2 separate regions of the Danio rerio genome follow, and region 1 is linked to region 2. Evidence: chromatin contacts called from public HiCAR-type data. All regions are on one chromosome and are shown on one strand. Each heading gives the region's core, a stretch centred on a gene start, on an enhancer-like site or on the middle of the called end of the contact. The rest is flanking DNA. Distances are from core to core; before and after follow the strand shown. Region 1 holds the start of csgalnact1a (chondroitin sulfate N-acetylgalactosaminyltransferase 1a). Region 2 holds the start of mtrex (Mtr4 exosome RNA helicase).

The links. HiCAR-type assays count read pairs that join an accessible place to other places.
Region 1: a contact with region 2 is called in a HiCAR-type map of caudal fin, with 7 times the contacts expected there. The contact joins the promoter of csgalnact1a here to the promoter of mtrex in region 2. A contact is called at or near these places in 2 of 18 Hi-C or Micro-C datasets (caudal fin and hematopoietic stem cells) and 1 of 4 datasets of contacts at active chromatin or transcription factors (caudal fin).

What each region holds. Positions count from the first base shown.
Region 1 is chr10:8,940,230-8,947,248 of GRCz12tu, reverse strand. It overlaps csgalnact1a (chondroitin sulfate N-acetylgalactosaminyltransferase 1a), which reads left to right and starts at 4,103. Exons shown (of 8, transcript XM_001333443.9): 1 at 4,103-4,200.
Region 2 is chr10:8,747,165-8,754,078 of GRCz12tu, reverse strand. It overlaps mtrex (Mtr4 exosome RNA helicase), which reads right to left and starts at 3,477. Exons shown (of 27, transcript NM_214768.1): 1 at 3,357-3,477; 2 at 2,481-2,618. The coding sequence starts at 3,454. It overlaps dhx29 (DEAH (Asp-Glu-Ala-His) box polypeptide 29), which reads left to right and starts at 4,134. Exons shown (of 27, transcript XR_012386103.1): 1 at 4,134-4,442; 2 at 4,597-4,670; 3 at 6,137-6,250; 4 at 6,356-6,485; 5 at 6,582-6,724.

The DNA.
Region 1 (7,019 bases), core at 2,854-5,353, 190 kb before region 2:
CTGTGTATGAAATGTGCTATATAAATAAGCTTGCCTTGCCTAATATAATTCCATGTGGGCCTAGTGATGACCTTCATTCTGTTCCAAACCTCTACCAATTTTTCTTTTATTATTATTGTGGTACACATAATGAAAAGGCTTTGAAAAGTCTCAATGGTTATTTTCTTCCATACAATGAAAGTCAGTGGGGTACAATAATGTAACTTTCCTTCAAACTTAACTTGCTTGTGCTTCTCTCTCTCTCTCTTTATAAGCATGCATGTTACCAAGTTACAGCACTAACCAACTGAACCAACCCAACCAAATGCCACGACTCTCATATCTCACATTTTGTAGTAAAGACACTGGCTGGAGATCAACTAACATAAATTATCCAATTCTGTGGTCGACCTTTGAAACCCTTTACAGCCTTTCAACCCTTTTTTCAGCTCCAGTCTGAGTTCTCAGGGATGTGAAAAGCTTTGTGCAGTTGATTTGTGCTTTCTATTGAGCATATACGTTTGCTGTTTGTTAGTGGTATATATTACAGGGTGTGTGGCAAAGCTGCAAATCAAGCAATGTTTACATTGAAAGAGTAAAACCTCTGTATGTAGCATGTCTTTCATTGTTTTCATTGCAAATCAATTTTACAGTATGTAAAAAACACAAAGAGTAAAATTACCTTAAAATATAGCACTTTCATTTAAGAGAAATGTAATCCAAAGTCGTAAAATGTGCTTTTTATATGACATATTTACTTAAACAGGATTGAAAACCAGTATTAGGGTGTTGCATTTATGGATGAAAATGTATTTGTTACCTTTTACTTGTCAGCAGGAGGCGCTGTTTAGCTTTTTGAGAAAACAAAACGTGTGCTTGGGAACTTTTCTGTTGTACACATTGTTTCCAGTTGAATCAGTGTAGCATTTGCAAAAACTAAGGTCATACAAATGTTGCTGCCAACTATTTGCCTTAGAAAATATAAGCCTATCTAGTGACTAGTCTGAGAAAGCATTGCCATCGCAATACATCCAAACAGGGTAAAACCCAAAATAGTCCTCAACAGCATGGGATGAATAGCTTCAACTGTTCTGTCTGTGAACTGGTATGAATGGAGTGCATACAGACCAGAGTCCTCATCTCAGTGAATCTGTTACTGTGTAGAAATAGTATGTAAAATAACAAGATGCTTGAATAATTTCATAAATAACAATGGAATAATTTCATTCGTTGGCCAATTTTCGTTCTTATGGCCAATTTAGTTTATTTAATTCACCTATAGCGTATGTCTTTGGATCTGTGGGGGACACCGGAACACCCGGAGGAGGAAACCCGCGCAAACACAGGGAGAATATGCAAACTCTACACAGCCATGCAAACTGACTTACCCTGGGCTCAAACCAGTGACATTCTTGCTGTGAGGCGATCATGCTACCCACTGCATCACCATGACACCCTAATGGAATAATTTCTTAAAGTATTTCATAAAATGTAAAAAACAACAGAATTTGAGTGCTGTGATTAAGAAACTATCTTATAGAAGAGTAAAATGTAGCCTAAATCAGTGCTTCTCAAAGTGGGGGTCGGGACCCTCCGAGGTGTCGCGGGGCAATGAAAAGGGGTCGCCTGGTGATTTCCTAAAATCTATTTATTTTTATTAAACCATAAGAATTAACATAATTTATCCATAACTACAGTGAAAATAAAAATAGTCGTTTATTGTTACTAAATACTATATAGTTACTATAGTAGATTATAGTTACTAGTTCTATTGGATTGCGACCCCTGGGGTAATTACATTATATTAAAGGCAGCAATAGCGTCAGATGCATTTTGATTTTATAACATCAGGTTATACTTTCTGGCACATTTTAAGCACTGACACAAATTTAATTGGTGTGTCTGCGTCATTGCATGCAAGGTTTCTGTATTTATAACCACCTCAGAGGATATTGGGGGTTGCGAGTCACTGGCATTGTTATTTTGGGGGTCGCGGGCTGAAAAGTTTGGGAACCCCTGGCCTAAATGACTAAATGACAGTTCACTCATGTACACTTGTGCCATCAAATGTACATGGACATTTTTTTTTCTGAGAACTCAAACAGTATGTCTTTGTAAGTCGATATAATGCAAACAGCTTCATCTCTTAAAGTTAACAGTAATCTAATGGTAATCCATTGTAGTTTATTTCAAGGATATTAAATAACAAACTATTGCTTCTGCAGTTGCTTATTGCAGTGCCAAACTATTGCTTATTGCAGTGCCACCAAATGTAACATGGTTAGTAACATGTAGTAACATGTAACACTTAGTAACATGGTTATGTCGAATTATATAGTTTTAGTGATTGATATTCTAAAGACTTGAGTTTTTCTTAAAACAATGTTTTCCATTAATATTCGGGATTTGGAAGGTTATACAAAATTTGCTGCATTTCAAAGTTCAAATATGCTGAATGCTAACCTGCAAATTTGTGTGATGTGAAGGCGTGCGAGCAGTGGAAGATAAATATTTGGGCTCTTAGCTGGATTAAAACCACATACTGCAAATCTGCAGGTTTAACCTGTTAAACCGCCATATAAACCAAACGATTAAGATCATAACATGTGGGGGCTCGTCCGGGATTTATTCCTATTAACTCTTGAACCATAAATGAAAATCAAACCTTAAGCCTTCATCCCAAGAGGAAGTATCATATGTTTACATTTTGAATTTGTTACAAATTATTATCTTTTTTTTTTTAATGTGTATTTGTTAAGAAAAGAGCATGACGTGTTTGTGGTTAAGTCTAGTGTGGCTGTGGCTTTCAAAGCGAGAATCAGTCAGTAAGTCAGAAATATCTACTAATTCATAGTATTTGCAAACAGAAGTACACAGATGACCCACTTCTTCCACCAAAGTGCACATTCTGTGATTTAACTTCCCATGGGCCAGATGAAGAAGTTTTATGAATGGAAGTGAAGCGATGCAAATGACAGTAAGAGCTTGTGATAATGACCACATAATGGATGTAGCATGTCCGAATTTCATCACATTAAAACTATATTAAATGTTGTTTTCTAAAGCAAACAAAATTTAAGTACAAATGTAGGACCGTACACAATTTTAGTTGCACTCTCACGAGAACTTTCTGTTTTTTGGATGGAGTATCCCATTAAGAGTTGGAAGCATTTTATAAATAAAAGGAAAAATTAAGGCAATAAAAGTTCATTGTCTTTTGTAATGGTGTTAAGGTTGTCTTTATGGTTTGGTGTTAATAGTCTGCTCACACAGAAGTGAATTTCAAACTAAGCAGCTTTCTGTTTGTCAATGCAGCAATGTTGCAGATCTGAGAGGAAACTCCTTTTTCCAGGACAAATTCCCCCAAATGTATGCATCCATAACTTTGTTTTGCACCTATGAAAACTCTTAAACAAAAAAAAAAGTCAGCTCCATTCATAATATTTCCTTTTACATGCACATATTGATTTATTTTCATTAGTAGAGAAATGCAATAAACTAATTGGATAACTGAGTCCAAAATTAAATTAGTCCATATCACTTCAAATCAGCATGTGACACACAAAATATTTTATGCTAAATAGCACAAAACTTGGTTCTTTGGCTTGTAATCATATAAGTGCTGCTGTAGCACCACTCCAAAGAACCACTAAAGAAGAACAAATACATATGATTACGAGCTAAATAACCGAGAGACACTTAGCTGTGCTAAATAGCACATCAATTACCACAAAGAACTATGCTACTGAAGAAAAAAAAATAGGTGTGTGTATTTGTAGGTTGTTGTAGGCAACTGTCAGCGTTTTCCTGTGTAAGTAATTTTGAATTAATTGCGGGTGGTTTTATAAACAGCTTCATTTAAAAGACTGCATGACAATATTTTATACAGGCTACTAAGAGAGTCAAAGAGGACCAACTGTCGCCCGACGGAACAAATGCTGCAAATAAATAAGTTTCTCCTCCCAGAGGAGCGTGCGGGGCGTCAGGAGTGTGTCGGATTCTGCAGGTAACAACGCTCCCTTTATGCGCGCGCTGGAGGCGGAGGCTGATGAGGGGTGGGGTGGACCGGAGGATCCGGTTTCGCCGGGAAAGAAACACAGAGTGGTTCACCGCTTCTCCGCTCACTCTACGCCGCATGCTGATCCAGCACACGGCGCGCTGCTCTGGAGGACTGTCTGACCACTGAAACACGCGCTGCATCTCTTCTTCTCCCGGATGATGGTAAGACATTCATCTCATTCATGGCACCAGATGCAGAGTAGAGCAGTGGTGGTCCAACTAGTCATCCTTTTAGTCATGCTTGAATACTGTTATGAGTAGTTATTGAATATAGCTGTCAGACGAGGAAGTTGTCAAAAGGGACGTATTTTAATGTTTTAAAAGTTAAATTCTTTATAAATGGCTTAAATGTTTTCCAACACCTTTTGGTGTTAAATTATTATTTTGGGGGGTTCAAATTTAAAATGTAATGTTAAATAATGTTATAGCATGTAAACAAAGTGAACATAAACAGTCATCATTCAGTTTTTTTTTTCTTTGCAAAAAATGTCAACTGAAAGGAATCAGTCACATGGTGTTTACTCATTTGACATTTGAGTGTAGTCTGCTTAATCTTTCACAGTTTTTCGGTTTCATGCATAAATCTGTGATTTATAATTGTTTTAATTTAGCTACAAAGTCCTTCTGGTTCATTTAGACAGCTTACCCCATATCGTGCAACAAAATGTTGCTCTACAGTAAGATCAGTAGTGTGTTAAATGAACTGTTTCTTTCTTCCAGGCCAATAACAGGGGAAATAACTTTTTGTAGCCAAGTGTGTGACTACAGACTTTCAAATATTACCTGCAAGCTTATATAAATAAGTCAGTTTGTATCCGCGAGCTGTAAGAAGGAAAGCTTGAACATCTGTCAAGATGCTTTCAGACATCTCAGAAAGTTATCTATGAGTTATCCACATGCTACTGTTCAAAAGTTTGAGGTTTGTAAGATTTATAATATGTTTTAGAACGCTCCACTTGTTTGTTAGAAGAAATTACTTATATATTATGAGATTTCAAAATTATTACAATATTTAGTATTTTTTAGTAATACAGTTATTGTAATTGAAAATAAAATGTATTTCTAAAAGTCAACGCTGAATTTTAGCAGCATTACTCCAGTTTTCAGTGTCACCCAAAGATTTAGTGATTAAGAAGCATGAGTGTTGAAACAGTTCAATTTTTTTTTTCTTTTTGATTAATTTGTACAGATCAATTAAATGTATCCTTTTAATAAAAATAATAATTATTTTATATTTAAAAGTAAAATAAACTCTCACTGACATCAAACCTTTGAGGTTGTGTACAGAGGAATTGATTAATAAGTACCTACGCTTAAAAAAAGATAAAATAATATTGATTTTATCACATTTCAAAGTACACAAATATTCTTCCTTACTGTTTTAACCTTTGATTATATCATTTGGTCTGAAGAAGGAAGTGCAAATTAAAACATCCTTCAAAGCTTCTCAGGAATTCCTACAGATAAACACCGTTTTACTTTTTAACAGTTGGGCTGTCTGCCAAACTGAATCTGCTTCCTCTGCGCTAACAGGATGATGGGTATTGCTCAAAGCGTAGGATGCAATGCTAGTTAAAGTAGTTATTTTATTCTTTTAATCTTTATTCTGAAAACACTGGCTGAATTCACCTGCTGGCCGTCTAGACCTCGGACTTCTTTCGGACAAGGGGAGCTTTAAATAAAAACCCAATTTGAATTTCAGCCCCCACTTCATTTTGCCTTACTGATGAGTTTGTAATGGTAATGCCTTATTAAACTTATGCTCTCTGATTATTTCATCGTTTCTTCTCTTACACTAATGCCCACTTTGTTTCATGCACAAACTGAAGCTTATTAATCTGAATAACAATTTCTTGTCCTGTTTTTGGAGCATCTGGAGTGTTCGCAGCAGTCTATAGGTGTTTGTTGTGCAGTATGCAGCACTGAAACAAATCAGTGCTAATTCCCTGACAATACATACAGGCATTTCCAGAGGCTTATCTAAATCTTCTAATCTAAATGGAGATTAAAGGTTAAAGTGTGGGATTTGGGCGATATTAGCATTATCAAAGCATACTTAAAAAGAATAGTACATAATAAGTACTATTAACACTGCATTTTAACTGGATGGTTTGAAACTACTACCTAGAAGGCTGAAATGAAGCTTTTTCACCTAATGTTTTTGTCCATGCAAGATAAATTGCCTGAATCTTGCATCCCAGCATTCATTGTGATTTACAATTCATGTATATTGTAACATAATCAAGCTGATATTATGTAGGCCGAATCAGCGATTATTCTTAAATGACAATAACTCGACTATATCTAATAATTCTTTCACAAATACGATCAAAGTGGACATTCAGATTTTGCATTCACACTGAAAACTACACTACCTGACAAAAATCTTGTTGATTCCTTTTGTTATAGCAACAAATAATAACTTGACTTCTAGTTGATCATTTGGAAAAGTGGCAGAAGGTAGATATTTCTGATGAATCGTCTGTTAAACTGCACCCCAATCATCACAAATACTCCAAAAGACCTGTTGGAACCCGCATGGACCCATAGAATTCTGTCAAGTTTGGTGATGAAAAAATCATGGTTTAGGGTTACATTCAGTATGGAGGCGTGTGAGAGATCTGCAGAGTGGATGGCCTTATTAACAGCCTGAGGTATCAAGACATTTGTGCTGCCCATTACATTGCAAACTATAGGAGAGGGCAAATTCTTCAGCAGGATAGAGCTCCTTCTCATACTTCAGCCTCCACACCAAAGTTACTGAAAGCAGCAAAGGTCTAGATGCTCCAGGGTTGGCCAGCCCAGTCACCAGACATGAACATTATTGACCATGTCTGGGGTAAAATGAAGGAGGAGAGATTGAAGATAAATAAAAAAGGGAGTTCTGGGAGTCCTGCAGGAGTCTTTGCCATTCCATATGATTTTATTAATAAGTTATTTGAGTCATCACAGAGATGTATGGATGCAGTCTTCCAAGCTCA
Region 2 (6,914 bases), core at 2,228-4,727:
GTAATCTTACCAAGTAAAACATGATCTTATTTAAAAAGACTAACATTAAATAAAATTTAATACACAACCCCGACAACTTAGGGTCATTTGGTAGCTGTGACAGCTTGTCGGATTTTTGCCAAAAGGTGGAGGTGGTAAAATAATTGATGAAGATGGCCCCTTTGTAAACATCCAACACCATTTAAAGTCATTATTAAAATAAATAAAACAATCAACATTGATTTACTTTAATAGCAGATAGTTTCAAAAGCACCTTCTACTTTCATTTTAACCAGTATAGCCTAAGTGTCAAGTTAATACACTATTGGCCTGTTTTCACTGAGTGGTCCAGTACGGTACGGGTCGGTACAGGTCACCTTTATCAGGCTTGCGCTTCCACAGCCAAAAGGGTACCAATGGGGAGTGGAAAGTTTCAGTCGATGTCATTCTCACACAACATATATTTAGTCCTTTTTTGGGTTTAAAAACAACACAAATATAGCTCACAGTCAGTGCAAACCTCTCAACAGTGTCTTAAATCTTCACCAGAACATGTAACCTCATGACAGTTTGTTCATGTTTTTTGGTTGCTGAAAGAATAATTTGTTTTTTCGGACTTCTCCTTTGTTTTTTCACTTCACTCTCACGTTTATCTGTTTCTGAAAGGATCGGATGTCAGAAGCACTTTAATAATCACGCGCACAATATTATCATCAGGTTAAGAAGTTTGTTATTTTAAATATAGACATGCGGCTAGCGCGGGAAAGTGAAACAACTCACACTTTAGATGGCATTGTAAACAACAAAAGGGCACAGGGTAGATTCTGCTCTTCTTCATGGCGTTGTAGCTGCTCATCAAGACAAAGTTTGTTTGAGCTCGGGTAAACCTCGGCTCGTTACTAAATGTATATATTATTACAGTGTAATTTATCAGCGGTGTATTTAAAAATGGCGCTTCCTTTGTAATCATTCTCCTGGCTTGTGCACACGCAACAGACAAATCTCTGTAAACCAATAGTGTTCAGCTGCACGTCTAGCTCCACCTTTTGGTACACTTTTGTTGTGCTAGGTACCCTTCCAAAAGGGTTCCCAAATGGCTTGTTTCCACTGACTGGTACAGTACGGTACGGGTCGGTACGGGTCACCTTTATCAGGCTTGCGTTTCCACTACCAAGGGTACCCTTTTGGTGGGCGTGGTGTATGACAAAATTTCAGTCTACGTCATTTTCGCTCGTGAAAATGTCTACAATAAAGCTGCACAGGTCATTCACATATCATATAAAAAGCACTTCTCACAAAGCAGATGCTTTACACACATAAATACTTGTGTAGGAATGTTTATTACTAACTTTTCTATAACTTTTCTATAAACAGGAGTTGATTATAACTGCAGATCAATGACGGTGCGAAATAGCCTACTGTAACGTCTATTATAATATATTATATATAATTATATTAAATAAATAAATAAATTAACATATATGAACACATACAGACCCTTACAGTCTCCGATATGTTACCAACTACAGAAGAACTAATCAAAGCAGACATTTCGTCGTTAATTAGGCTCAAAACAACACAAAGTATAGCCTACAGTCAGCGAAAACCTCTCATCTGAGTCTATAATCTTCAGCAGCACATGAAGCTTCTGTTAGAGAGTCATTCTTAGTTCATATTAGTCCAAAAGGTGATAATAAAGATTAAAACAAAGCAGTTTGTTCACGTTTGCTGAGGAAATAACGTGCTCCTTGGATTCGGCTTTTTTCTTGTGCTCCACTCTCGCGATTGTCCTTTTCTTTCTGAATATGTCACTCTCGCGTTTGTCAGCTTCTCACAGGATCGGGTTTCCAAAGCTTGTCAATAATCAAATGCATGCTATTATTATCAGATCAAGAAGTTTGTTATTTCAGATAGAGATGGGCGGCGAGCACAAGAAAGAAAGTGAAACCACTCGGGCTTCAGACTGGCTCGTTAAAAACAACGCGGCACAGGGTGAATCTGCTCTTCTCCATGGCTATGTGGCTTTTTATCATGACGACGACAGGGTTTGTTTGCAGGATCGACCATGGTTGCATATGTATTTATAATTCCGCTGTAATCTCTCGCTGTGTATTTGAAACATGGCGGGTCCTTTGTTTACATTCTGGCTTGTTGAGTCTATGAATGACGCATCTCTGTAAACCAATAGCGTTCAGCTGCGCGTGTAGCTCCACCTTTTGGGACCCTTTCTGCAGTTTGGGACCCTTTCGAAAGGGTCCCGAAAAAGTGGAACGGTAGGGTTTGGTTCGGTACGCCTTTTGACAGTGGTAACGGCCATAATAGCGTACCAAACCAAACCATACTGTACCGTACCACTCAGTGGAAACGGGCCAAAAAAGTGGTGCGGTACGGTTCACTTTTAGGTACCTTTTGACAGTGTAAACGGCCATAAAAGCACACTAAACCTTATTACTAAGTGTAAATGGGCCATATGATGAATTTCAGAAGTAAACTAAACTTACTTGATCTCCTCCGCTGACACCGTTTCCAGCTTTTGCCTTTTCCCCAGCAGCATCTCATCAGGACCATCATCATCAGCATCTCTTTTGCGCAAAGATGCTGAATCTCCCTGTGGTTTGCCAGCTTTATCAGGCGTTTTCCTATTACATAAAATATAACGAAAGTCTCACTCGATGTCCACTCAGTGCTCAACTAAACCAGAACAAATCAGTCAGTAGGACATTCTGGATAGTCTTCAAACATTTTCCATGTTAAAGCGATAGTTCACCCAAAACAGAAAACTTACTGTTTACTCACCCTCATGTTGCTCCAAAACTGTTTGGGACTGTATAATACTACAGAAGGGATTATATAATACTATGGAAGCTAATGGCGGATACTTTCCAACATTCTTTAAACCATCTTCTTCGGGGTTTAACAGAAAAAAATAAAGATTTAGAAAAAGATTGTGGGATTTCCATTCTTGACTGAACTGTCTCTTTACATGTGATAGACAGACAAACAGAAACTATACACATAAAAAGACAAATGAACAAATGTAGAGTGAAACATATTGATAGACAGACAAATAATAAGCAAATCAGATATGTTTGTGCTTACGTTTGATTGAATGGTCATATTATGGTATTGCCTTATGTCAATGTAGGATGTTGGGGAAGCACGTTTATATAAGCGCTTTGAAGCATCACAAACGAAAGAAAACTCATCCAACTCTTATCTTCCAACGAATAAAAGGTAGAAGCAAATGACTTTTTATGATTCTCTTGCGTTTATTGATCTCTGAGTGCGCGTCACATGTGTTTAGTGTAACCAGAGGAAACTGCAATAACTGTAGCTCTGTTCTGCAAATCATACCGAATTCGCGACCGTTCACCTACCCTGCATTAGCTGCGGACTTTGGAGCGGCCTTTTTGCTGGAACCGGCCTGTTCTTCATCAAACACGCTGAACAAATCGTCTCCAAAGGCGTCCGCCATGTCTTCAAACAGACACAAATCCCAGAGTGCGATGCGCAGGCCGCGTGCCGGAAATGATGTGCGGCCGAATGATCGTGTAAAATAGGCTATGGTAAAAGTCCAAGTGATTAAACCCATAGGATTAAACCAAACATTCAAAATATATATTAATTTAAAGAATAACCGTTGTGTTTTTAAGTTTGGAAGTTAATTACTCTTCATTAAATAATTCTCAATTTCTAATTTTTATGTTTACAAATGAACAGATAAAGCTGACTTGTTCTATTACACAAGCTATTAGGATAATATCAATGTAATAATTAAAATGCATCTTTTTGGATTTATACAATGATTTTGAATTTAATTATTATTCATTATCTGTTAGTAATAAATCGATATAAACGTACATGTACTGTTTATATATATATATATTTTTTAATATGCTTTATTGTTCATGTATCATGCATATTTATTCATTTTATGTAGATTCTATTTTAATATTGCATATAATATGTTCAGTTTGTTTTTATCATTTTACAGCTGTTTGTGAAGTTTGTTCTGCAATAAAACTGCAATTTTTTTTAATTGGTTATAATGCCAACATAAAAAAACAGTAAAAAACGTCTCGAAAGGTCAACAAAAAAAATTCATCCAACAGTTTTCGCTGAACTCTTATTTTGAAAGCAGCATCTGTAGTTTCATGGTTCACAGGTTTGACAGGTTTGAGTACAGTTGGCTTTAGTGAGCACACTCTGCTTTATCATTTTTCACCTAAACAGTTTTATTTACAGAAATGTGGATTGTATTGGTCAGTAACAGACAGGTAAGCTGATTGTTTTCGCTATGGGTGGAAAGAAAAAGAAGTCTGCTGCAGTTTCATCGAGTGCTCAACCGGCTGCTGCTGCTGCTGTTACTGCAACCAATGCAGCGTCTGAATCCACCGGTAAAAAACAACAGCAGCAGAGACCAAATAACGAGAAAACAACCTCTAAAGAAAACAAACCCAGAGGTCAGACTTCATTTGACAACTTGCATTACTTATTGCCTGAGGAGTTTGATTCTTACGACTCAAATAAACATTGAAGACTCAAATCAGATGCAGTGAATCAATTGATTTGAATTAAATGAATCAGAATTTTATGTTTTCTTTTTTTATTTTGAAGCTCCCAAAACATACGGTCTTAACGCGAATGCACAGACTGACACAAACAGTGGATCTGATAAATCAATCCTGAAGGTGAGTCATAACCATTCATGGTTTTTCCTTGATATGTTTTATAGAAGATGCAAAGTAAATTGTCATTCAGTATACCAATAGTTCATATGGCAAAAAATCTTGTCACTTATTTAAAATTTTATGCAAATAAAATACTTTATTTAGGGATCACACTGTAGCTCCAAAATACTAATGAATTGTCATTTAATAACTTTATGCTATGCTATTGTCCACTAACCACTAGTTTTTATTGTTTTGTATGCAAATATTATAGTACAATGCATTTATATAAGACCAATTCCAGCATTATGGATGTGACATTTGCAGTAAAATCAAAACTTTTTTTTTTAAATCATACGGGTTAGAAAAATAAGTACAGTTGGTTTTGAATGTACCTGAAGGATTCTATTATTTCACTCATATTTTGACCTTTTAAATAAAAAAAATAAAAAAAAAAACACTGAACCAGACATTTTATTCACTTTTAATCTTTCTTATGTTTGTTAAAACCCCATTGAAAGTAATAAAATAAAAATAAAATTATTGAATGAATAAAATGTTTTTTGAGGAGCAAATCAGAGTATTAGAATGAATTAGGATCATTGATTCATTCATTTTCTTTTTGGCTTAGTCGCTTTATTAATCCGGGGTCACCACAGCGGAATGAACCGCCAACTTATCCAGCATATGTTTCACGCAGCGGATCCAGCTGCAACCCATCTCTGGGAAACATCCATACACACCCATTCACACTCATATACTACTGACAATTTAGCCTACCCAATTCACCTGTATCACATGTCTTTGGACAGTGAGGAAAACCAGAGCATCTGGAGGAAACCCACGCGAACACATGGAGAACATGCAAACTCCACACAGAAATGCCAACTGACTCAGCCGAGGCTCGAACCAGCGACCTTCTTGCTGTGAGGCGACAGCAATACCTACTGCGTCGCCTCGATTTAGGATCATGTGAAAAAAAAAGTCTTTGGGTCTTTAATTTAAATAAATGTCCCAAATCTGGAATTGGTTGACTAAACAAAGAATTTTACATTTGCAATTTAATTGTTTTTACTATTTATACATTTATTTGTGTTCTTTTTTCATATCTTATGTGGAGTCAAATTTTACATGGATAATAAATAAAAATATTATCTTAAATAAATATATTTAGACTTGAATACAATCTTAAATAGATTCAATAGGATTTTCATTATTGCCGTCAAAACAATATTTTATCTTATAATTATGTCAATTTTAATTCAGCAAATTATCACATATTAAAAAGTCTTCCAAGTTTTCCACATAAATAAATTACCATCTCTTAATAAGCATCAGATGAAATGCAAATAATTGTGACATTAGTAATAATATTTCACATTTATTGCTATTAATAATACTATTTTGACAGTATTACTTTTCTTACTGGAAATATTAGTTTTAAATTAAAAATGTATTTATTTATTTTATTTTTCCACGTCTTGAAGGTTATTATCCAACCAGAACTGGAGAAGAAGGTGATCAAGTTGATCAACGATTACAGACAAGAATATGCAGATAAAGGGCCTATATCCGGGAGACTCACCTCCAAAAAGCTACTGGTAATTCATTTCAATTTCACCTTTAATAGCAATCAATCAATCAATTAAAATAATTTATTACCCAAGAATATTATAAAAACCCGGATATGGTCTGTTGCCTGGCAGGATTTGTACACAGCCCTGCAGAAGTTCCAGTTTAAGACGGAGCACATCGAGGAGGCCATGAAGAGCAGTGTGCTGTACGGAGGAGATCTGCACTCTGCCCTCGACTGGCTCTGTCTTAACCTCAGAGATGGTAAAAGATTACATTTATAGCTGTAAATTCATAATCTGCTCATCAATATAATCCGATCATCAGCCTAAACCCTCCTTTTGTTTTTCGTAAATGAAGATGAACTACCAGAGGGCTTCAGCCAGAAGATGCAGGAGGAGAAACAGAAAACACGACCCAAGTTTCAACCTCTTCAAGAGGACAGGAAACAGCAGGGGAACAAAAACCAAGAGCCCAAAGAAGAGGAGAAACCAAAGGCAAAGGTGTGTTAAAGTGTTGAATCTTGATGACACATTTTTCTCTGTCTCTTAATCTGAAAGTGAAGGAAGTTATTTTGTTTAAAGATTAGACAAGGCAAGGCCAATCACATACACAATGGTAATTTAAAGTGCTGGACATGATTACATAATGCCTTTACATATTACATAATGCCAGAAATATCGTCCTGTAACA